2 separate regions of the Mus musculus genome follow, and region 1 is linked to region 2. A link is a contact called in public HiCAR-type data. All regions are on one chromosome and are shown on one strand. Each heading gives the region's core, a stretch centred on a gene start, on an enhancer-like site or on the middle of the called end of the contact. The rest is flanking DNA. Distances are from core to core; before and after follow the strand shown.

The links. HiCAR-type assays count read pairs that join an accessible place to other places.
Region 1: a HiCAR-type map of Th17 cells shows a contact between it and region 2, with 5 times the contacts expected there. The contact joins two enhancer-like sites. A contact is called at or near these places in 2 of 39 promoter capture datasets (3T3-L1-derived adipocytes and stem cell-derived epiblast-like cells), 1 of 15 datasets of contacts at CTCF or cohesin (pro-B cells) and 2 of 115 datasets of contacts at active chromatin or transcription factors (CD8 T cells and Th17 cells).

The regions. Positions count from the first base shown.
Region 1 is chr15:62,807,424-62,811,397 of GRCm38.p6, reverse strand. No RefSeq gene overlaps it. Among named protein-coding and RNA genes, the nearest start is that of Gm22521, 16 kb to the right of the region's middle. Within about 2 kb of position 1,862, at least 30 of the 459 cell types and tissues checked have an H3K27ac peak or open chromatin away from gene starts, as enhancers often do. A contact at or near this core is called in CD8 T cells and Th17 cells, where this site is marked.
Region 2 is chr15:63,005,325-63,009,672 of GRCm38.p6, reverse strand. No RefSeq gene overlaps it. Among named protein-coding and RNA genes, the nearest start is that of Gm30113, 53 kb to the right of the region's middle. Within about 2 kb of position 3,057, at least 9 of the 459 cell types and tissues checked have an H3K27ac peak or open chromatin away from gene starts, as enhancers often do. A contact at or near this core is called in CD8 T cells and Th17 cells, where this site is marked.

The DNA of each region.
Region 1 (3,974 bases), core at 613-3,112, 200 kb after region 2:
CATTGGACATTTAAGAAAAACATTACATTTGACAACAACACAGCATTTGTAATTGGCTAACAGATTATATTTTGATTTCACCAACTCTCCCAATAAATATCTCCCTGTCTCTTTCTTTCAACAGGTTTCTCTGTGTTCCCTTGGTTGCCTAGAACTCACTATGTAGACTAGGCTGTCCTGGACTTCACAGAGATCTACCTGTTTCTGCTTCCCAAATTCGAGGATTTAGAGGCATAAGATAGCTACATGTCTGGCTATTAATAAGTTGTAATAACAGTTATTCCTGGTCTAGGATCTAAGTTAAGACCACATATTATATTGTGATGCTGTGTGCTGTGTCTCTTCTTGTTCTTACTTGGGAATGGTCCCTAGTCCCTCCTGTTTTTTTTTTTGTTTGTTTGTTTGTTTGTTTGTTTTTTCCTCTCACTGGCTGTGAGTGTGTGTGTGTGAGTGATACATATGTGGGCACATGTGATTGCCCACATATGCAAATGTAGAGGAGAGGTTGGGGGTAGACTGTCAGTGTCATCCTCTAATTTCTCTCCAAATTTTTATTTAATTAGCGTTTCAATGAACCTGGAGCCCAGAGTTGCAGCTGGAAATTCAGCTGTCTTTGCTTTCCAGTGCTGCAGTAACAGATAATCATGGCGGCTCCCAGCTTTAGATATGGGCACTAATGATCGGATCACAGGTCTATATGCTTTCTCAGGCTGCCCTTTACTCACTGAGTCATTTTCCCAGACCAATACTAACACTTTTAGAGATTACTCAGCACTCATTTTTGTATACAGCTTTAGAGGTTGACTCCTAAGCCTCATATATTTTAGCAATTAGATTTCATTTACACATCTTGGCCATAAGCATTCCCAAGTAATGTCAGCACATCTCATTAGGAATCACCTGTTATCAGTTCATTCCAACTTCAGCATTGTTTTCTAACAGATAATTTAATGAACACAATCAGAGAAAAAGGGACTTTGCACTGATGAAGTCTGACACCACACTTTATCCAATTACTCAAAGTTAGCATTACTAAAAGCTGAGGTTTTTTTTTTTTTTTTTAGATATTATTTAAAAGTAGTTCAGTTATTTTAACAACTTATTTGCCACCCATGAAAAATAACACATTATGAGAAAATGCATGAGAAAAGTGACTTTCATGTTTGTAGGAATAAATATTTATTTGACACTCAGAGCGTAATGCAGAAAATAAATTTTGTTGATGTTCAATTAACTCTGACTCCTTACTAATAAATGTCTCGCTATCAACACTTGCATATTCCTAAGGCCTGTGTGCAGATGAAAAAGCAAGACTAGCTGGAGAGACGGCTTAGTGGTTAAGAGCACTGACTGCTCTTCCAGAGGTCCTGAGCTCAATTCCTAGCAACCACGTGGAGGCTCACAACCATCTGTAATGGGTTCTGATGTCCTCTTCTGGTGTGGTCTGACAGTGTACTCACATATATAAAATAAATAAATCTTAAAAAAAAAAAACACAAGTAAGCTGACCAAGATAAATAGATTCTAATTCCATGTTCAATACCAGTTCTCTTCTGTCTTTGCCTATTTATTCAGAAACAATGGCAACATGGTCATACATATTGGAAAATCATTGAATGAAATGATGATGAAAGTCATAGACTAATTCTATTGTTAACACATTATTAAAATAGTAATTCAGAGACAAAATATATACAATTCCCTGGGATTAGAAAATTGAAGTGAAGACTAAGGTCCACGATAAAAAAAAAAATTCATTTTTGCTTTGCATAGTCACAGACTTCTAATGAGTCACATAGGCTGATGACCTGGATGCAAGTATTTTTTTAGAGCCTAGCCCCAGCTTGCAAGCTCTAACACCATTTTTCAGAGAAAGCAGGAAGTTGTATTTCTCTGTAGCTATGAACATAAAAGCAACTGCTATATATAGTACTTTAAGAGAAGCCTCCACAAGCGAGTCAAACTTCCTTTTCTTAATAATTTTGAAGTTCTAGATAACCTTTCTTTTTGGCGGGAATCTCATTAAGCAAGTTTTCATAGTAGATGGGAGGAAATGGAGGTCAGGGTGACATATATAAAGCACTTTCCACAAGGAAGATGTCATGTGGAGCCAGACAAGCAGAGGGAGACTGCAAAGCCATTTACCCATTTTACTTGAGCTGGGTAAATGCGATTCTCTTTCTTTCATATTTGGTCTTCAGTGCAACTCACCTGCATGTGTGAAGCTAGAGAGTAGGAAAAGATGTTTTGTAGTTTGCAATATTGTCTATTAATGGAAGTCGCTAACTGATATTTTAGTTGACACCCAATTAGAGAGAATATGGATGGGTTGAAAAACACCTTTCAAGGAGACTAAGCCATGAACACGGACAAACTATTGGAGTCTGGGGTGGGGTAGGGGAATGATTTGCAACGCCTAATAGAAGTCATTAACAGAGTATGTAATCTTTTACCTCTTTGCCCTTCTGAGAGGACATTTCCCCTCATTTTCCTTCTTGTCTTTCCTCACTTCTCCATGAGGTAGTGGAGATCTTTGGAGTAGAGCTCAGCATCTCCTTTCACACACAGGGCAGACAACAGATAGGGACTTAGACTCTGCAGTCAAGCACACTTAGATTTGAACACATGTCCTCCTTTTGAAAATGTGTGTGATCTGAGGCAAACAAGTGTCCTATTTCTTTATCTGCAAAACTGAAACAGGATAACGGTCTCACAGAAATGCATACAAAATTCTTAGACATAGGAAGCTCTGAGAATGCCTCCAATGCCTGTTATTCTTACTGACTTTATCTACACTGTGGTGGCTATCATTATCGTCTCCAACACCACGGTCTTCTTTAATCATTTTTGAAGAGTAAAACAGGAAGTTCATGGGTTTGAAGATTTTAATATCTTACTAAATTGTCACTTCGTCACTTTTTATATGTTTAGAAGTATATCTTGATCCATTTCCTTAAAGGAATTTGCTTTAAAAAATTTTATCAAGAGACTTATTTGATAGAGATTTTTTTTAATCAAGAGAGGATGTGAATTTGCATGAAGGAAGTACTAACAGGAATGTCTGTGCATCCCTACCTCAACACCTGGGCCAGCTGGGCCAGCTGGACCCAGGTAATGGCCTAAAGCAAACTAGTTAGGGAATCCCCTAACTAGGGATTGCCACCTGTGGCTTTTGGCAATATACTGATTAGTTTCTGCTTGCTATAGGGCAACTATGCAGTGTTAAGCACTGTGCCTTCCTTATTCCTAAGAATATAGATACCATTTTCATAATACTCTCTAAGCCCTAGGTTACTCTATCTAGACCATAGATGCCTCTAGAATAGGCTTTGCTGATCTGTGTGTTTTTAGGTCCAAGTGCATTGCCTTGCCTGGTGTCTAGAAGAAAGAATTACCGGAATGATGATCTGACAACTCTTACCTTATCTTTTCTCAGTCTCATTTTTCTGTTCCTCTTTTATCACAGAAGAGTCAAATACACTGGAATAGAGTCACCAATGTAAATAAACTCTCCTAAAATGTGCATGCAAACACACACACACACACACACACACACACACACACACACACACACATTCAACCAGCAAAGATAATCTGTTCAAGAGGTAGTGGGATAATATGATTGTTATTATGTTTACAATCTCTCCTCAAAGGAGCATGTAATAGCAATAAGAGCAATAAGATTCAGATGGACTTTAGGTCCTCAGCCCTAATATGGTCTTTCTAGTCAAGGGCTTGCAACTCTTTCTCGGTGTTCTTGATCTGGGGAAGCCCCAGGCAGGTGATTTACCACAGAGAACTACCCTGTTTCCACAAGAAGGATTGCTTGCATTCTTCTCTCAAGCCTTTCTTGGTGAAAAGTGCAAACACACCTCTTCCTTGTCATTCACAGATCTCAGGGGTCTTCCCCTTTCTCTTTCTCCTAACCCAGCTTTAGAATGTGAGTTCATTTTGGGCATTAGTGAGATGCATAT
Region 2 (4,348 bases), core at 1,808-4,307:
CTTTCACCAGTGCAGTAACATTGTGTGATTGATGCCCCAGCTGGGGGGCTAACAGATGCTTCTCAGGCATCCCCTGATGCAGATACGTGCTGGTGTCTCAGCTCCCTGTATCTACTTCAGGGAACGACTCTTCCATTCCAGTTCTGATGATTTCCGTGGAGAACACAGTGTTACTAAAGCAAGCCTTATGTAGCCTGCGCCCAGAAACTTCTGGCAGCTAATAACACACACTGTTGTGTTTGTGAGTGCTGTCCCCAAGAATAATCTCCTTGTCTCTTATGGTATCAGAGGAGAAGTTTAAGTAAGGTAAGAGAGGGTTATTAAAAAGGGAGAAAATAATAATCCTCTAAATACTGCCTATATTTCCTCAAAGAATTTTGGAAATCCTTTCCTATTCCCTCATAATATAATCTCTCTCTGTCCCAGCTCACTGGTCAGTGTTACATCAGGAGTTGATAGTAAAGGTGAGAATTTTAAAATGGTTTCTTTAATTTTTGGAGATTATAATTACATCATTTCCCCCTTTCCTTTCCTCCCTCCAACCCTTTCCATATACTTCCTTCTTGCTCTCTTTCGAACGCATGGCCTTCTTTTTCATTAATTTTTGTTAAACACATCTATGAGTATATATACATAAATACAACTTGTTTCATCTGTATAATTTTATTTCTATGAATATTTTTTTTCAGATGCCAGCACTAAGTAAAGTTAAAGCCATAGTCTTGGGAGAGAAAAAAAAAAAAAAACTTGCCAGAAAAATACTGATTTTTGTCATTAGCCTGTTTGGATGGGTGTGTCAACTTAGGTTTTCACTATCTCTCCCCAGCAGTACTCTGATCAATCTTATTGCTTAGTCCACTTTAGGTGGATGAACTAATTCTCTCTGCATGCCATTGTCTAATTTCTACCAAGTACTGGATGCCACTAGAACTGTATGTATACTAGACTTCCTTCATTCCCCACATCTGTATGACAACCAACTTCCTACTAAGAGCTTTAATCAAATAGGATAATCCTGCACTTAAAATCATAATTATAAACATGTGCTCAAGGCTAAATTCTCACCATTCAACTGTGAATTCTTCTTTAGATATTTACATTGCTCCCTCAAATTATATGCCAACTGTGTAGTATATAGGTAAGCCAACTTGAATTGAGACTCCAGAGTGTCACGTTTTTACCTATAATGTTATTTCTTAATGTTAAAGTGATTAGTATTTTAAAACTTTTCACCATGTTAAAAACTATTATCAGCTCTTATACATCAGTATTAAATAAGAACATTCAACTAGGTATGAATCCAAGGAAGAACTCTTTTTAAGAGTAGGAACAGAAAATATTTTGAGACAAATACAGAGATGAATGCTCGTAGCTAACCATTGGACTGAACACAGGGTCCCCGAGGGAGGAGTTAGAAAACGGACTGAAGGAGCTGTAGGGGTTTGCAACCCCATAGGAGAAACAACAATATCAATCAACCAGACCCCTCAGAGCTCCCAGGGACTAAACCACCAATGAAAGAGTACACATGGAGCTACTCATGGCTCTAGCCGAATATGTAGCAGAGGATGGCCTTGTCGGAAGTCAATGAGAGGAGAGGTTCTTGGTCCTGTGAAGGCTCCATGCTCCAGTGTAGGAGAACGCCAGGACAGGGAGGTGGAAGCACCCTCAGAGAAGCAGGGGGAAGGGGATGGGTTAGAGGGCTTCTGGAGGGGAAACCAGGAAAAGGGATAACATTTGAAATGTAAATAAATAAAATATCTAATTAAAAACTTTAAAAAAAAAAAGAATCCTGGTCATAGAGTGTGAGATTCAGAAGGAAATTATACTTTATTATTTAAGTCTTATCATCATGTTCATAAAAATGAAGATAAAGCATTTATTAATGAAAATTATTTAAAATACAAATAATTGTCATTTCTTTAGAACTAAACTTGTGTCAATTCTTCACTCTTTTTTTTTCATATTAATGTATTTACTCATGGTCCTAGGATGGCTGGGTAACTGAGCTCACACCGATGTTTCAGTCAACAATGAAAATCAGGTTTGAATATGTTGAAAGAGGGGAGCTAAAAGCTAACATTTCTTTTCCTGTAGTGTAAATCTTTCTATAAACCCAGTAAGAACAAGTCTGGTTGTGTTTCTTTAAACAAAAGTATCATGTGAACATCTATTTCTAAATAGTCAAGGGAAACAAGCATTAGGAATGAGGGTTGGGTCACCAACAAACAGGTTCTAGTACTGAGTTCACATGACCACGTGATAATGCCTTTCAGCATCACTTTGTGCTGCCTACCAAAGGAAAGTAATGAACAATACTTTATAAACTTCTGAATTGGAAAAGCAAACCTCCTACCGGTGCCCTTAGCAACCATCTTCCCATGCTTGTAGCTTCTACAGGAGGCTTTCCTAAGTCAGTTTTAATGTTCCTACTACCCTGAAATTTGAGCACCGGAATGTGCTTGTCACCTTGAAATTGAAGACAGAGTGGAATACGGAGTGCCAGATCTTCTCCTATGAGGGCTTTCCATGAATTTTCTGGATCCCGTTAAGATCTTCCGAGGTAAATACTCAGTGCGGCTTAACTGGGCTTGAGTTCAGGCTTGTGTCGGAATTCAGCACACCATTCCTGCCACTGCTGAGCATGGCACAGATTCCCCGGGTGGAAAGTCATGCTCTGGAAATAGGTTAGAGCTTTTTAACAGGTCATTTGCCGTTCATATCAGGTCACAAGTATATGGCTCACAGTTCCAGATTAATGTCACCTATATCAGTTCAGTGACCTGAGAAAGATACTCCCCACCCCCCGCGCCCCCTGTTCCCCCGCCCTCCCTCCCTCCCCCCGCTTGGTTTATCTGGCTTCTACTGCATGGCACACCCACATCTATGCAAGATGGAGCTGTTCCCGTTTGACAGTGGCAGAAGGTGCTTTTCTTGCAGGATTTCTAGGTCAAAGGCTAAAGGAGGACTTGGAGGGTTCAGTCTGAAGTATCTGCTGTTGTCCTACAACAAACTCTTACCATGAGGAGGCAGCATAACACAGACATAAGTGTAGGTTGGGTTGGCCTTGATTCTAGACCAGCACCCCTAAACATCCAAGCCTTAGCTCTGCTACCTAAGCTCTGTGAAGTCCCGTGATTGCCTTGAAAATTAAATAAGGCCAGACCTTTTAAGCTCTTGGCAAAGTAGGTGATTTGTGTTTGTTATCGCTGTACTGAGGCCCTTGCTTTTAGTAATGTTACTGTTTTAGAAAGTAAGTCTGGAGTTTCTTCTCACTTTAAAAAACAAAAAAACAAAAACAAAAGCAAAACGCCGGGTGTGGTGGCACACGCCTTTAATCCCAGCACTCGGGAGGCCGAGGCAGGCCGCGGATCTCTGAGTTCGAGGCCAGCCTGGTCTACAGAGTGAGTTCCAGGACAGCCAGCCAGGGCTACACAGAGAAACCCTGTCTCGAAAAACAAAACAAAACAAAACAAACAAACAAACCCCCCCCCCAAAAAAAAAACAAAAAACAAAAAAAAAAAAAAACAAAACCAAAAAACCAAACCCCAAAACAACAACAACAGCAACAACAACAACAACAACAAAAAACCCGAAACAACAACAACAAAAACAAAAAAACTTTCAAAAGACCCAATATGTCCCTAAGGCAAACTTGAGGCCCATGTATATGTACTATAGAGTTAACATATCTAAATTACTGGAATCATTAGGAATGGTGGTCTGAATTAGGACAACTTTACAATAAGCTACTATATCTGCGAATATTCATTCATATTGGAAAACATCAATAACCTATCATCTCTGTTCTCACATGGCCCAGGAGTGGAGGAAGCACCCAGAAGACATGGCCTCAAAACCAACACCACTTCATGTCCTATGTATTTCTTGGCTAACACCATCCTTCAGACTGAGATTAATAGAATAGGAACTAGCAAGGGTTTGGGTACCACAGCACTTTATGCTAGTTGACAGTCTCATTCTACCTATACTAGCCCTGACAACTCACAGTTCCTGATATAGGTACTGTTATTCTCTCCATCATATACTTAAAGAGGTGTAGGCTAAGCTTGCTATGAAGGGACTTCCAATGGACAAAAGGCCTCTGTCAGCAATACTGAGCTCTGGATTCATGTGGGGATACTATACACTGATTTTCTTTCCTCACTTTATTGCTTTCTGAATAGAGGAGAAAAGGTGGCCAGGACACTGAGGTATAAAGTAGAAATGTATAGTTGTAAGTTGATATAGTTCATGTGAGGGTAGATGACAAGGCATCAGTATAGACCACAAAAGTATACACATTCAAACCCTTTACATGACAATTAGAATAAATGAAGCTTCTGTC